Linked DNA regions of Anser cygnoides: region 2 is linked to region 1. The links are chromatin contacts, called in public Hi-C maps. All regions are on one chromosome and are shown on one strand. Each heading gives the region's core, a stretch centred on a gene start, on an enhancer-like site or on the middle of the called end of the contact. The rest is flanking DNA. Distances are from core to core; before and after follow the strand shown. Region 1 holds the start of SLC16A6 (solute carrier family 16 member 6). Region 2 holds the start of LOC125182842 (ATP-binding cassette sub-family A member 9-like).

Region 1 (5,373 bases), core at 1,473-3,972:
GGGTGGGAAGAGAGCCGTGGTCAGCACAGGTCGGTGGTCAGCACACAGGTCGGCAGCTTCCCCAGCTGCCGTCCCCTTCGGAGCCTCTCCCTGCGCCTCTGCCCCCTCCCAGTCCCCACCACGTGGCACCTCGCCGTCAGCCTCGCAGAGCGCAGCATCGCCCCTGCAGCCACCCTCGGATGAAAAGCTTCCAGAAGAGACCAAGGCATGGCAGCCTGGGACAAACCTGCTGCAAAACCCACCGAAACAAGCGGGTTTCAATGAAAGCTCGGGTTATACGTGAGGCTTTTCACTAAGGAATTAGGCTGTGAAGTTCTCTTTTCATCAGTTTCATTTCTGATGAGAGCCAAGCAGCTGGGCTGGGCTCAGCCCCCGGAGCCGGGGACGCAGGCTGCGCCCTCATGCCGAGCAGGACAAGTGGCTCAGAGGGCCTGGCAGGTCGAGACAGCCATTTCGTGGTGTTTCAGGAACACGGCCTCCAGGCTTTATGGAGGCTACGTGTCGTGGAGCCATCAGGGACGCGAGTCCCAGATAGCCCAGAGATCGGGCCCTCGCATGCCGAGTCAGCAGCACGGCTGCACCTTCTGACCCGTGCCCTTTACTCTTACCTGTGAAGGTCTGCACAAACACACAGATGGATATGATCCAGGATATCCTGCTGTTGGTTTCGTCAAAGCTTTCCATCAGGTCGTTGAAGAAGACTCCAAAGGATTTTATAATGCCGTACGTAAGAGCTTCCACGAAGAAGAAAGCAAAAGCAACCGTCCAACCCCATCCTCCGTCAGGCACTTTAGTATAAACATTTGGAGTGGTGCACGGCATTTTTACAGCCTTGACCGTCATTTTTGATCTGGAAGAGAGGGGAGAACAAGCCAGGCATCAGCGTAAGAAGAATTCTGCTTACGGAGGCACGGCCTAGCAGCCAAACCATCGCCAAGGTGCCGTTGGCCAGTCCCCGGGCTGCTGAGGAATTAAATGCAGGCGCTGGGCTAAAGTTCCTCCCTTGATGGTCCCCCAGGGACCGTTTCTGCTCGTGCCCTTTGAACCGAGGGCTAGAAACTCCCCGCCCGGCACCAGGGTGAGCTGTTCCCATCAGCGAAACCCAGCGACCGGCTGCGGTTCAGCGCAGGGGGCTGGATGCAGTTCGTGAAAGATCCGCCGCGGCACCCGGAGAGGGCTCGGACCTCCGGGGCTTCCCACGGCGCTCCCCGTCCCCGGCCCTCCCGCGGGGCAGCCACCAGCACCTCCGGGTGCTGCCGCTCTCCTGCGGGGCTGCTGGGTGCCACAAGCCACGGCCACGGCACGCTGCCGCCCGCCGAAGCCGCCGCGCATCGCCTTGAGCGGCTGCTGGCGCTCGGGGCGGACGGCGGCTGCTCGGGAGCGTGCTCCTTCCCCAAAAACACCGCGCCGGGGCTGCGAGCCCTGCCTGCCTGCACCTTCCCGGGGCGGGGGTCAGCGTGCCCGCAGCGGGGACGCCCCCGCCGCCACCAGCTCCCCACGCAGCCCTCGGGGCTCAGCCGCGCCGCGACACCTGCGGCGGTGGCGGCGATGGGGACGTCCCGGCGGTGGGGGCACGGCATCCACCCGGGACGGGGACGGCGAGGGGGCTGCACCCCAGGGGCTGCCACCACCACCCCCCCACCACCCCTCCGGGGCTGAGGCTCCCCGCTCCGCCAGGCGTTTCCCTCCTCCATTTTACACGCCGGAGGAACCCCGAGCGGCTCCGGCAGCGCTTCCCCATCCCACGGGGGAACTTCTCGCCCGGCGGCAGGCGTGCGCCTGCCCGGCTGCGGCACCCACGGGTGACGGCGAGCAGCCCCGCGGGTGCCTGGCGAGGGCTCTGCGCCCCCCCCCCCCTTCACCCCAAAGTAGGGGGGGGGTGCAGGGGGGCACCCAGCACCCCGCTGCCCCCCGCTCTGCGGTGCCACAAGGTGGGTGCGGGCCGGTGCACGGCTGTCCCCGGGGGGGTCCTGCCGAGGGACGGAGCGAGCCGTGGGCTCCAGCATCGCTCCCGTGCCCGGGGGGGGGGGCCCACGACCACCGGCGGGGCTCGAAGTTTGTCTGAGCCCCCCCCCTCGAGAGAGAGGAGCGGGGTCGGGGCTGAGCACCGGGGGGGGAGGATGAGGTTAGGAGGCACCCGGCTATGTAGGAGCAGGAAAAAAAAAAAGCAATAATGCCAATTCTCGGCGTGCATAATGGGCATTGCGATGCGGAGAGGGATTAAAGTGAGGCGGGGGGGGGGGGATAAGAATGGAGGTGCCCCCCCCCCCCCCAGCATCACTTCGGGAACGTTTCAGACCTGGTTTCTGCATCGCCGCCGCACCGGCTCCTCGGCGGGCGCCGGGGGCCGCCGGCTAAAAATAAAGGGATGCGGAAAAGGGGAGGGGAGGAAAAGTGGAGGGGGGGCACAAAATAATACCAAAAAAAAATAATTAAAATTAAAGAAAATATATAATAATAATAAAAAATAACCCGCAAGCCCATCCCTCCCCCACCCGGCAAGGTGTCCCCCGAAAAAAAAAAAAAAAAAAGGAAAAATAATAATAAAAAAAAAAACCAACTCACCGGGGTGCGGGGGGCTAGGGGCGGCCCATGGCCGGCGGCGAGAGGAGGCGGCCCCGCTGCCCGCCGGCTGCTCCCGGGGCCCGCGGCGCTGCTCGGTGCCCGCCCGGCCGCTCGGGGCCGGCCCTTTATAGACCGGCTGCAGCCGGTCTCCGCCGGCGGCTCCGCAGCGCCATGTGCGCGCCCGGCCCGGCTGCGGCGCGGCTCGGAACGGAGCGGAACGGGGCGGGGGGGGGGGGCTGGGGGCGGGGCTGGGGGCGCGGGGGGGGGATATTGGGGGGGGATGGGGGGATTTGGGGGGGTTAAGGGGGGGTTAATGGGGGTTTGGGGGGGGTTAATGGGGGGATTGGGGGGCGTTATGGGGGGATTGGGAGGCGTTATGGGGGGCTTAATGGGGGGTTATTAGGGGTTTAGGAGGGGTTACGGGGGGATTTGGGGGGTTATGGGGGGGTTAATGGGGGTTATGGGGGGGTTATGGGGGGGTTAAGGGGGGGTTAAGGGGGGTTTGGGGGGGTTACGGGGGGATTGGGGGGCGTTATGGGGGGGTTAGTGGGGGTTTGGGGGGGTTATGGGGGGTTTGGGGGGCCTTGGGGGGTTACGGGGGGGTTATTTGGGGTTTGGGGGGGATTATGGGGGGTTAAGGGGGGGTTATGGGGGGGTTTGGGGAGGGTTATGGGGGGATTTGGGGGGGTTATGGGGAGGTTAAGGAGGGGTTGGGGGGTTTGGGGGGGGTTATGGGGGGTTTGGGGGATTACGGGGGGGTTATTTGGGGTTTGGGGGGGATTAATGGGGGGTTAAGGGGGGGTTGGGGAGGGTTATTGGGGGTTTGGGGAGGGTTATGGGGGGTTTGGGGGGGCTTGGGGGGGTTTAAGGGGGGTTATGGGGGATTAATGGGGATTCGGGGGGGTTTAAGGGGGGTTATGGGGGGATTGGGGGGCGTTATGGGGGGGTTAATGGGGGGTTAATGGGGGTTACGGGGGGTTAAGGGGGGTTGGAGGGGTTATGGGGGGTTTGGGGGGGCTTGGGGAGTCTTAAGGGGGGTTATGGGGGATTAATGGGGGTTCGGGGGGGGTTTAAGGGGGGTTATGAGGAGTTAAAGGGGTTGTGGGGGGTTTAAGGGGGGTTGTGGGGGGTTTAAGGGGGGCTATGGGGGGGTTAAAGAGGTTGTGGGGGGTTTAAGGGGGATTATGGGGGCTTTGGGGGGTTTAAGGGGGGTTGTGAGGGGTTTAAGGGGGGTTGTGAGGGGGTTAGGGGGGTTTTGGGGGCTTAAGGGGGTTTATGGGGGGGAATGGGGTTGGGGAGGGGGGAATGGGTTTTTTTTGGGGGGTAGTGGGGTTTTGGGGAATGGGAACAGGATGAGGGGTGCACAGGGGGGTGCAAAGGTGGGCTGTGGGGGGTTTGGGGAGGGGGAGAGCACCCTGATCCTGATCCTTCCCCCAGCGCCTGCTGGGGTGCACAGAAGTGGGCGGTTGGGGTTTTGGGGAGGGGGATTGTCCCCCGAACCCGCTACCCACCCTGGCACCTGCTGGGGTGACAGGGGGTTGGGGGTGCGGGGGGGTGTGCAAAGCTGCATGGTTGGCGTTTTGGGGAGGGGGGATGCCCCCCGATCCCGCCACCCGCCCCGGCACCTGCTGAGGTTTGGGGGGGGGGGGGTGACGGGGTGCGGGGGTCCCGGTCCAGGAACCAGGGGTGCAGCAACCCCCCCGCCGTGAGTAGGGCAGGGGGAGCCGGCGGTGCCCGCAGGGAGCAGCACGAAGCGTCCCCAGGAGCACGTTTGGGTTCGCGCCGAGCTCAGCCCTGGGGCTTTTGCGCCCCAATTTTGTGCCCCCGAGGTCTGCAGGAAGGGCTCTGACGTGTGGCCTGGGCTGGAAGCGGAGGGCATCGCGCGCACGTTTAGGCCCGTGGGGAGCGCGGCCGTGGTCCGGCCACCTCTGGGCAGAGCCCCCTGCTCCCTCCTCACCCCGCAGCTGGGTACGGGGCCGGGAATGTCCCCGGCTCAGGCTCACCGGGGAGCCGGGAGGCAGGAGCGGGACGGGACGGGAGCAGCGTTTGCACGCCGAAGCCCCCGGTGCAGGGTTTGCGGAGGCTCGGGGCACGCGCACCGTCCCCTCCGCGCCGTGCGGGCAGCTCCTGGAGGGAGAGCATCTCGCCGTGCGGGGAGCTGAGGCAGCGGCGTGCGGGTCAAACCGGGAGCGGGCGGCACCGGCTCGGCACCTACGTGCCCGGGGGAGGAAGGGAGCGGGGCACTGGAAACGCGGCACGGGCCGGCGGCTTCCTGCGCCCGGCTGCAGGGCTGGAGCTCGAGCCACGGCGCTGCAGGGTTTCCCCTAATTTTCCTTGAGATCGGTAACAAAAAAAAAAAAAAAATAGGAAAAAGCTGCAGCTGCCGGTGTCCTTGAGCAAGGAAGGAGCGCTGCGGTGCCCGGCTTTGCGGTGCCGTGCTGGCACCGACGGTGTCGCCTTGTACCAGGCACCGACGGGCGCTGCCCTCTCGCACTGCGCTGCCCGGGGAGCCTGGGGTAACGGGGAGCCTGGCGATGCTGGCTCCGAGCCCTGGGGCAATTACCCGAGGTGAGACGTTCCTTCGGTCCCTGACCCGTCCGCCAGGGCTGCTGCTTTCGGGTCGGCTGCAGTCCCTTCGGTTCTTTCACAATGGGAATTGCCGGTGGGGCCGCACGGGTACATTTAGTGGGCAGCGGGGGCAAAATTTGGCCAACTTCTAGCAAATGGGGCAAATAAGCTCTCGATCCCACTCGGTAACTTAGACAAAGCAATTAACTTGACTAATTCCTCCCGGCAATGCCGCTCCGT
Region 2 (4,931 bases), core at 1,978-4,477, 170 kb after region 1:
AATATATGTGTATATATATATATATATATATTTATTGTTTTCTTTTAATGTGATTTTTCCAAATGTTTGAAATATTCTGGATCTGCGACAACAGCATGAAGGCCAGCTGCTGAGGGCAGCAGTTCTGGCACACACTGCGCATGCAGCTGAGCCTCTGATCATGCATTTCTTGCAGGGAATTTGTGCCATGCCTTAGCCACGCATTGGTAAGCCACCGCTCATCTGCTCCAGATGTCATAACCAGACAGTGAAACACCCGCTGCATACAGACACACACACACATACTGCTGCCCACATCGGCTATAGGGGAAGGCAGCTGCCACCCAGGAGGCCAGGTCAGAAACACTGCTTAGATGCCAGAAATAGCCCAAAAGAGATGCTGCTGCCATCTCCTTTAAGTGGGCTGCTAAGAGGCTGATTTTTTTTAATTTTTTTTTTTTTTTTTTACCCCACCTCTCTTTCACCCTCTCAAAAATAATTCCTGTTTTTATCCAAATGCTATGTTAAAAACTATAAGTCTAATACAGCTGGAGGAGGGCATCGTTAAGAAAATACCAGTCTGTTTCTTTATCTCCTCCTGAATACTGAGCAGGGAAGTACTGGAGTTGGGGAATATTTATCCCAGCTCTAGCTTCAACCACACAGCCCAGCAGCCAACAGCCTGTGCAGGAACAGCAGCAGCCTGCCTGCACGACCTTCCCAGAACGAGAGCTGGGCAGGGAACCTCAAAAACACGTTTTTGTATTTTAGTCCTTCAGAAGGGATGAAACCAAAATCAAAGCAACCTCAAAAGCATTGTGCTCTGTTCCCCTCGGACATCGCTTCCTGGTTTCACAGATCGGGCAGCTGGAGTTAATAAATGATTCCACTACTCCGTTCCCCTCATTGTTTGTTTTGGGAAGGACTAAATATTTGTGTACTCCAGGGGCGATGGATCCCTGTTTACCCTCTGACTATTAGCACAAAGATATCTCCCCGCTCTTTGCCCTGCCCGAAGCTTTCTCTCGCGCTTCCACATCGCAGGCTAACGGCAACTGGGAGACGATTTTGAGGAAGTGCTACTTGCTTTTGGCCAAGCCTGGATTTCACCCGTTGTGAACCGAAAGCAGCAGCGCAGCAGAGGTTGGGACAGTAAGCAGAGGTCCGCGTGGGGGCATTCGGATAACAAGGAAAATACAACGGTCTTGTAAAAACTACGCTGAATCTCTACAGATGTAGCAAACCGTTACAAAAAGGGGGCAAATGTGAAACTAAAACAAAATAAATATCCAATTAAATTTCTACTGGTTTTAATTTTATTTTTTGCTTCTGGAACAAGAAACAAATTCCCCCTGGAAGCTGAAACATGAAGCTAGAACATCAGGCAAATGGCGATGTCTACAAATGGTGCATGAACTTCATCAGGAAGAACTTCAGTTTAAAGCAGATACCCCAAGACACAAAATGTAAGCAGGAGAGATGCTTCTGAAGGATCTGAGATTCAAAGCTTCAGATTCAGAAGACAGAAACCGACCACCAGGAATGTTTTGGGGACAGCAATATTGAGAAGCCTTAAACCAGTAAGAGCATCACTTGTAAAACTGGGTATCTCTGGAAACTTTTCGTTTTTGAGGGCTCAGTAAATGCACCCAAACTTCTTGTTCTCCAGGAACAGGCTTCCTAGGCATGGCAAAAACTTCTGCTGTGATTCTGTGTCTTGCTATGCCAGAGGTAGTCCGGGAAGGCACGTCCCGTGCAAACACCTCATTCCTTCACTTACCATCTCAGGGATTTCCTACTTGGAACATCCTCAGATTTTTTTCCTTCTAATGTAAAACGAACAGAGCATATCGCAACGGACTCCTAAAAAGCAAGCTGCTCCTCAGCATTACTGGCAGGGAACCCTCGGTGCTGGCTGGGGAGGAATAAATGTGCGCCGCATCCCGTGCTCCCACGAGGAGCTGCCGACTCGCCGCGCGCCAAAGCTGAATCCCCACGTGGGGAACGCGCTCCCTCGGTGCCCTCCTGTTTGCGAGTGTCTGCAAACAAAAACCTGCAGCTGGCCCCTACACAGCCTTGTATTTACTACCTGATAAACACGGGGCAGGTTTGCACGGATTCCACTCTAACACAGTTCTTCAAATGAGTTTTTTCTCCAACTTTGAACTCCAGAAAAACAGTGCTAAGCCCGTCCCATACCAAAGTTCAACTCTTTAATTTCCCCAGAGAAGCGAACTTTGAGGATTCCCATCTTTCAAAGCCTTCAGTGCCAATGCAGGGCCACAGGAGGGGAGGGAAGGGAGGCAGGGTCGCCGGGAGCACCCGGTGGGTGCTCAACCTGCGGTGCTCAGGGCGTCCGTGGCAAGAATCGAAATCCATGAGCACCCAGAAAAGCCTCTTAGACTTTCTTGATGTAAAACTCAGTGTTTGTCAGAGAACAGAGCTGGAAAGTAGAGCTTTATGCTTTTAGCATAACACTATTAAAACAATCAGGAAAAAAAAAAAAACCCTCCATAAAAACACCCTAGGTATAGTTTTTCACTTACAGAACAGAAATAGGAAACCCCTTACCTGGTAATGTGTTTTCCATTAGAAGTGTGTCTCCTGCAGCTCAGAGATGTCTGGGCTCTCGTCGTCTCTTTGCGGTCCTGGAGAGGGTTCAATGCTGAGAGGCAGCCGGTGGCCATGCCCCTCTCCAGCCTGACGTCAGAGTCCGGTCCCGGCGGTGTCGACGCTCCCAGCGCTGCGGGGAGGAGGCGATGACCCCGGTGAGCGATGCCTGCAGGCAGCTGCCCCGGGCTCGGAGCTATGAACCTTGCATTTTGCACTACGTCGCGTTAACAGGAGGCATGCGTAGCGTGTAAGATATAATAGCATGTTTCCACCAGGCTTTCCACATGTGCACTCACCAGGCAATATTAGGGAGAACAAAACCTAAATCAGAACATAAACTGAATACCCACTGGCGTGAAAGTCATTTTTAAATTTTAAGGAAGATATTTTGAAAAGTTCGCTTGATTTTGCCACATTAACAACAAAATGACACTTTCCACCGAAGCAGCTCCGACGGAAGACTCCTGACCAGCTCGGCATTTGCTCACGCATTTACCTTTCCCTGGGATTTCCCACGTGCTGCTGCAGGTGCCAGGGAGAGATGCAGAGCTGTGGGGACTGGGATGGGTGAGCTCAGGATCCCAGTCGTGTGGCAAAGAAACCTCGACCCTGCCAAGCTCCTCTGCAGGGAAAGCTTCACTGCCTGCTCCCCATCGCGCCCAGAGCCTGAGTCAGCAAGAACTCCTTCCTCTGCCAGGGCAAACCTTCCATCCTAGCACCAATGGGACTTTTATTTCACGTTTTCAATCTCCCTTTTGTTTTAATAATTTTTTATTTTTTACTCTTTTTTTTTTTAGTTTCCACTCCTTTTAATTGCTTTCCCAGCAGCTGCCACGCAGCTGGAATCAAGATGGGGATTTATCTTTATTTTTATTTTTAAAAATAGATTTCCAATGGATTTGCATTCCAAACAGGGAGGTGAGGAAGCCAGGAAATCCAAATGAGTTGGAAGGGTGTATAGCCATGCGACCACGCAAGTAGTTAAGAGAAAGTAATTTGACTGTCCTAGAACTTCAGCAGCTCGAGGAGACTGCATCTGCTTTGCAGAATTGTGTGAAAACACAGAAACAGCCTGGTTGCTGCTTAACGAGAGGCTGTAGCTCGTCTGTGGCTGCCGATTTATTTATTTTCATGGAATAAGCCCACTTAGGAGAGGAGCGTTGCGTTTTCCTGCACCGCTTCCCATCAGACAACAACCTGGGGCTGCGGAAGGCACAGCAGAGACGCACAGCTCATTTTTAGTAAATTCACCGATAAATAAATAAATAAATAAAAGATTATAATCCCCCATGCTATAGTGCACTTGTACCCAGCACAAAGCGGACCTCCCAGCATGCTTGCAGGTTACGTACAGAGAATGCATTTTAATACAGAGGGGACACCTGCTGCGAGCACGCCTTCGGGTTTCCCATCCCACACGGGTGCTGCTGCTGGCCTCCAGCTCAAGGCAGCCCTTCGGGGTGCCACTGGAGAGGAACAAGAGAGCCCGAAGCACCTCAAAGTGCTGCTCGTGAGGTCTCCAAGCACTCACTGCACACGATTCCTGAGGGGGATCTCAGGGCCAGGCTGGTGTCAGCCCGCCCGTGTCAGGCGGGCGAGACGCTGGGGACAGGCGCTGAGAAGAGGATGCTTGAAGCAACTCGTTTAGGGGAAAAAAAAAAAAAAAAAAGGAGAACTGAAAGCTCCAAGAAACTCTCACTAAGGAGAAAAATCAACATACTGAATTAGGGACTTTCTGAAGATCTTTTAAGGAAACATTACAGGGAAATTAATTCATTTTTCAGCTTTAAAAAGAAGCTTAAAAAACAAAAAAAAGAAAAAAGTCATGCTGCCCTTAGGACACCATTAAATACAAACTAGTATGAAAACCTGGGAACTTTGACTAAACTGAGATTATATTTCTTCGGGGTTGTTTTCCTCCCTGCCACAAGCACAACCCCCTTTCATTTCATTATGTCCTTAACTGACCCACAGGACTGGAGGTGGATGACCTTCCCCTTCTTCTCCTCCTCCTCCTCCTCCTCCTCCTCCCAACCCATCACCCTCAGCCTTTTGCTGCTCCTCGCCTGCAGCGAGCACCCATCCAGCCACCCAGTGAGCCTGTCTTGGGCACGGATCCAGCCGGAAAAATGAATTACTTTTCTTGGTGGGGTGCATTTTCAAGTGGATGAAGATGATTCACCGCCGCAGATGCGCAGCTCCGCGTGCCAGCAGCGCGCAGCTGCTGCGGGGTCACTTTTAGCAACAGCCCGGACCGGGGCTGAATCGATCTGGCTGTGAAACACGACATCCTCACGCTGTTGAATCCCAAGTGTTGCAACACCACAATTCCCTGAATT

The links. A called contact is a pair of places that touch in the nucleus more often than the background predicts.
Region 2: a contact with region 1 is called in a Hi-C map of liver, with 2.1 times the contacts expected there. The contact joins the promoter of LOC125182842 here to the promoter of SLC16A6 in region 1. A contact is called at or near these places in 2 of 7 Hi-C or Micro-C datasets (both in liver).

What each region holds. Positions count from the first base shown.
Region 1 is chr19:10,228,124-10,233,496 of Taihu_goose_T2T_genome, forward strand. SLC16A6 (solute carrier family 16 member 6) reads right to left here and starts at 2,723. Exons shown (of 6, transcript XM_066980234.1): 1 at 2,566-2,723; 2 at 609-850. The coding sequence starts at 843. All of the region lies in intron 3 of ARSG (arylsulfatase G), which reads left to right.
Region 2 is chr19:10,400,535-10,405,465 of Taihu_goose_T2T_genome, forward strand. LOC125182842 (ATP-binding cassette sub-family A member 9-like) reads right to left here and starts at 3,228. Exons shown (of 40, transcript XM_066980004.1): 1 at 3,089-3,228; 2 at 2,551-2,722. The coding sequence starts at 2,569.